2 separate regions of the Sus scrofa genome follow, and region 1 is linked to region 2. A link is a contact called in public Hi-C data. All regions are on one chromosome and are shown on one strand. The core of a region is the stretch at or near the end of the contact, and the rest is flanking DNA. Distances in the headings are between cores, read along the strand shown. Region 1 holds the start of ECH1 (enoyl-CoA hydratase 1). Region 2 holds the start of MRPS12 (a long non-coding RNA gene).

What was found. Hi-C and Micro-C count contacts between places; a contact is called where the count stands out from the background.
Region 1: a contact with region 2 is called in a Hi-C map of epiblast stem cells, with 1.6 times the contacts expected there. The contact joins the promoter of ECH1 here to the promoter of MRPS12 in region 2. A contact is called at or near these places in 2 of 5 promoter capture datasets (fetal liver and liver), 6 of 47 Hi-C or Micro-C datasets (epiblast stem cells, heart right ventricle, liver and 3 more) and 2 of 2 datasets of contacts at active chromatin or transcription factors (alveolar macrophages and skeletal muscle).

The regions. Positions count from the first base shown.
Region 1 is chr6:47,637,646-47,640,345 of Sscrofa11.1, forward strand. ECH1 (enoyl-CoA hydratase 1) reads right to left here and starts at 1,316. Exons shown (of 10, transcript NM_001044607.2): 1 at 1,270-1,316; 2 at 373-574; 3 at 151-239. The coding sequence starts at 1,309.
Region 2 is chr6:47,727,143-47,729,842 of Sscrofa11.1, forward strand. MRPS12 (a long non-coding RNA gene) reads left to right here and starts at 1,376. Exons shown (of 3, transcript XR_002344649.1): 1 at 1,376-1,463; 2 at 1,756-1,823. It overlaps SARS2 (serine--tRNA ligase, mitochondrial), which reads right to left and starts at 1,252. Exons shown (of 17, transcript XM_021094351.1): 1 at 888-1,252. The coding sequence starts at 1,154.

The DNA.
Region 1 (2,700 bases), core at 66-2,565, 90 kb before region 2:
GATTTAAGAGCCCATGAACCTGTCAATTTCTGTATTTGAAAATGTTGAAAGTTGAAGTTAGAAGCTGCTTGAAACCCTAATTAAGAAGCCTTGATCTCTCTCCAGGAGCAGGGGAGGGTGGCAGGGGTGGGTATGGAGAGCACGTGGTACCTGAAGTGAACATTTTTCCTGCACCAGAGATCACCACCGCACGACAGTCAGGGTCCTGTGCGATCTTGTTGAAGCACACCACCATCTCTCTGCGGAAAGGGAAGGAGGCAAGGGCTGTCTGGGGGGGCGGGGGGAGTTCCCTGCTCTCAGGTCCTCCCCTGCCCAGTCCCTTAGCCCCTGCCTCCTCCTGCAGACAGGCCTCTCAGGACCTGCAGACCAGACCTCCAGAAGGCTCTGTTCATGGCATTTCTCTTCTCTGGCCGGTTTAGCTGCACATGAAGCACATGTTTCTGGACAGCTGTCACCTGAAGGGACTCATAGTTGTGACCTGGAGCTTCGCTGGGAGCAGCTTTGGAAGCCTCCTCTTGTGTAAAGGAGCTCATGGGGTGAAGACTAAGGCTGAGGTTGGTGGGGGCTGTCAATCCTGGAGAGACAAAGGAAGAGCATTTTTTTTTTTTTTTTTTTTTTTTTTGTCTTTTTGCCATTTCTAGGGCGGCTCCCGCGGCATATGGAGGTTCCTAGGCTAGGGGTGGAATCAAAGCGGTAGCCACCGGCCTACACCAGAGCCACAGCAACGCGGCGGGATCTGAGCCGCGTCTGCGACCTACACCACAGCTCACAGCAATGCTGGATCGTTAACCCACTGAGCAAGGGCAGGGATCGAACCCGCAACCTCATGGTTCCTAGTCAGATTTGTTAACCACTGAGCCAGGACGGGAACTCCCAGGAAGAGCATTTTATGACCCCAAATTGGGAGAAGAGCACCTTCAAAAGCAGAGGGCACACATCCATCTCAGTGACATTAGATTGGGGAACGCAGGCCTGTTAAGAGGCCTTGGTTCAGGAAGACACAGGCTTTTAAGATTAGGGTGCACTCACCAGTGGCCTCGGTCTGAGGGCCACTTCAAACCCGCGAAGGTGGTACTGACACTAGATTGGAGACACTGAGCTGACAGCTACCCCACGGTAGGACACGGGCCCTTTGCATAGGAGCACATGGACCCCTGAGTTTAATAAGGCGTGAGGACCTTGCTTGACCCCAGACAGGCCTCTCCGTTCTACAGTCGCCATGACAGGACGACAGCTCAATAGACCCCCAGAAGTCAAGAGATGACTCACGCCGAGTCAGCAAGCTGCGCACTCTGTGAAAAAACGCCATTGCCACTGCCGTCATTGCGACTGAAACGCCGGAATAGCCCGACGAGAGGAAGTTAAGGGGGCGGGCACAAGGGCCGCCATGTTGAGCGAGGGCATCGAAGCCGCATCCAAACAGCGGTGACACCCCTATTCCCGCCATCTTTACTAAGGGCAACCGGAAATCGCCTTCTAAATTTGCCGGCCTTTGGCTCGCCCTGGGAACCTTTGGCACAATAGGAATCTGGCCTGAGGCGATAATTCACTGTCCCCGAACATTCTGTGCAGGGGCCACCACAGCTCTTTCGTAATGGTGAACGAATTGGAGAGAGATGAGTGTCCAAGTCCGTAATGGCAGAATAATCGGAGCCCTGCCAGTTTGTAACCATGCACTTGTACCATATTAACTAAAAAGAAAAATTTCCTACTGAGATTATCCAGTAAAAGTATAGACCAACATTAAGTGCTGACTATATAATTCGAATTCCCACACCACTGGGCGGGCCGGGGGCGGGGGTGGGGTGGGTAGGGGTTGTACTATTTTACCTTGAACACAGCGGAAACCTGGATCTGGAGACGACACTAGATTAAGGTCCCTGGGATTCAAGAGGGCTGAAGAGGCTATTTATGTGGCTCGTAAGTACATGTTCTTTTTTTTTTTTTTTTTTAATGTAAGTTCCTGAGCCAGGGGTCGAGCCACAGCCACTGTAGAAGCAACACTAAGTAGTTATCCTGCAAGCCACATGGGAAGTCCATTAAGTACGTGTTCTTAATAAATATAAGGGTTTTTTGGGGGGGTACTGCTTTTAGGGCCACACCTGCAGCATGTGGAGGTTCCCAGGCTAGGGGTTGAATTGGAGCTACAGCTGCTGGCCTACACTACAGCCACAGCAATGCTGGATCCAAGCCACTTTTTTTTTTTTTCTTTTTGCCTTTTGAGGACCACTCCCACAGCATGTGGAGGTTCCCAGGCTAGGGGCCTAGTCTGAGCTGTAGCCACCGGCCTACACCAGAGCCACAGCAACGCGGGATCCAAGCCACGTCTGCAACCTATACCACAGCTCAAGGCGACACTGGACCCTTAACCCACTGAGCAAGGCCAGGGATGGAACCCGCAACCTCATGGTTCCTAGTCAGATTCGATAACCACTGAGCCACAACGGGAACCCCCCAAGCCACTTCTGCGACCTATACCACAGCTCATGGCAATGCAGGATCCTTAATCCACTGAGTGAGGCCAGGGACCGAACTCGCAACCTCATAGTTCCTAGCCAGACTTGTTTCCACTGCGTCAAGCCTGGAACTCCTAAATATAAGGTCTTTTAAAATCACTTTGGGGAGTTTCCGTTGTGGTGCAGCAGAAACGAATCCGACAAGGAACCATGAAGTTTCTGGTTTGATCCCTGGCCTTGCTCA
Region 2 (2,700 bases), core at 126-2,625:
TTCTCTGATAGAGTTTTCTGCTGGCCTAGTGGTTAAGCATTTGGCATTTATCACTGCTATGGCCCAGGTTCGATCCCTAGGAACTTGTGCATGCCTCCAGGGCAGCCAAAAAAAGTAACTTCTCTGAGCCTTAACTTCCTCACTGATAAAGTAGGGGAAATAGCTGTACCTACCTCACAGGATTGTTGTGAAACTTAAATGAGACTAATCTGTATAAAGCACTTAAAATAGGATGGCTGGGGAGGAGCTCCAAGAGATGGCTGGGAGGATTCCGAGTTCCCATCATCCTTAGCGCCCCAACAGGGTCTAGAAATATGGTGACACCGGTTCTAGTTCCCCAGCATGTAGTATTATATAGGTGCTAGCTTTGCGATTATTATCATTCGCTGTCTTATTCTCAACACCTGGAACTTAAGGTAGGCGCTCCCTAAATATCTTTCAAAGGATTAAATAACACTATTTAACTGCCTGATACTCGTGGGTAGGTGCAAACTCTACTTTTCAATCTCCAAAGGCAAGAGGCTCCCCTCACCTCTGATTCACATCTTTGTCCGGCATTTCCCTCTGTGGCCTTAGGGTAAGCCTGGTTCGACGTCGGAGCACATTGGCAGACAGTAGTAAGTTCTTAGTGCAGAGTGGGTACTCAACAAGCCATATGGAACAGGAGCATCATGGATATCTAGACTGTAGGGCCTTGGCACTCCACGGATAACTGGCACGTACGTGAGTGCCAAACACGTTTGCTAAACTTGGGAAGAAACTAAAATCCTGCGATAAGACCGCCCCCTCCTGGAGAATATCTGGCACGCCCACTTCGTCCCTAGAGCGAACAGCCAATAAGCAAAGCGGCCAGGCCTGGCAATGCCGGCCAGCGCAAGCGCACTCACGATCGCCGGCAGGTCGTCAGATCGCAGCTCCCCCTTGCGGAGATCCAAGGTGCGCGCCGCCTCTTCCGGGTATGCGCACAGCGGCTCCATGTCCAGCTGAGGGAGCGCGCTGTAGCCTTCACGTGCGTGCTCGTACAGGAGGTTCCTGTCTCGCCTCTCCGTAGCGAAGCTTCTCCTTGGGCTCTGGTTGCAGGCATAGCCTCCCCGGAGCCGCAGGCCCCGACTAGCCACCAGAGGCCACAAACGCCGCACCATGGACGCAGCCATCTTGGAAGGGGGACAAAAAGTCGCGCACTCTTCATCCCGCCCACTACGCGTTTAGACCAATTGTAAAGCAGCTCTTCTCCGGGACTAGCCAATCAAACTTTGGAAGGAGTGAGCCCCTCCCATGCCTCAAAAAACACTGTTCTGGGAGAACAGTTGGCCGAGATTGACATTATCGTTGCCCAATCGTCATCTGTTCCCCGCCCCTTCAGTGTACCGGGAAGGGCAGAGCCAGCCAATCCCTGCCGGGATAATTCCATTCAGTTAGAGGTCAGATTTGGCGTGTCGGCGGACCGGGCTAGTGTCGGAAAGGTAGACGGGATTCTCGGGTCCTCGAAACCTCCCCGGGTCTCCCCTCAGTTTCCCTTTTCCTCTTGTATGTGAGCAGGGGCGGTTGAATCCCCGAGAGGCTATTCAGAGCAAGACTAAATTTACGGAGGGACTTTCTCTGTTAGCGGCTTTAGGAGTTGTGGTTATACAGTCGGAGGAAATCCCTTAGATTTAAACGGAAGAGTCCGAGAGCGGGATGGGGAGATTTGGCCCTTCCCCGATCACGGACACTTTCCCCTCCTTCTCTATCTGAATCTCTCATCCCCTAAAACAGGGACCCTTCAGGCGGCGGGATGTCCTGGTCCGGCCTTCTCCGTGGCCTCGGCACGTCCCTAAACTGTGGTAAGTAGGGGACTAGGGCTGCAGAGCCGAGGCTAGGTGAGGGTTATCCCCCCTGGGACTTGCATCCTCTGCCGAGGGAATCAAGGTTTTAAATCAGGGAGGATACACGATGGCTTTTGGCGGAGCTGGTGTTGCAAGGGAAGGGGGTGGGAAGTAGTTGCATTGAGGGCTACTATGGGTCAGGGGGGTGTCAGGAGTTTGGGTCGGTTATTTTTTTCAGCAAATAATATTAAATATTTCCCTTGGGTGAGACGTCCAAGCAAAGTGTTGAAGTTGTTCATTCAACTGGTATTTTCCAAGAGCCTAGTACATGCCGGGCACTGAGAGGGAAGCTTTATTATGAACCTGTTTCTTCCACAAATACCAAATGTTTCTCACAGGTCATGCTCTTTGTGAGATATTCCACCTGCGTATTCACTCTTCAAACCTTTGTTAAGCTCCTTCTTTCTTTCCTTTTTTTTTTTTTTTTTTTTATGCCCAAATATGGAATTTTCCAGGCTAGGGGTTGAATCGAGCTGTAGCTGCCAGCCTACACCACAGCCACAGCAACATGGGATCTGAGCCACATCTGCGACCTACACCACAGCTCACTGCAACGCAAGATCCTTAACCCACTGAGTGAGGCCAGGGATCGAACCTGCATCCTCATGGATACTAATTGGGTTCGTTTCCACTGGGCCACAACAGGAACTCCCTGTTAAGCTCTTTTTTGACATTGACTAGGGATCACAGGGCTGAACAAGACAGATCTCTGCCCTGCTTGGGGAATCTGGGCTAGGTTGACGTGCGGATCACACAGTGCTTAGGAGGCAGGAGGAGCTCTAATGATGGTGCCTACCCTACAGATGAGCACACTGAGGCCCTGAGGTGAACAGTC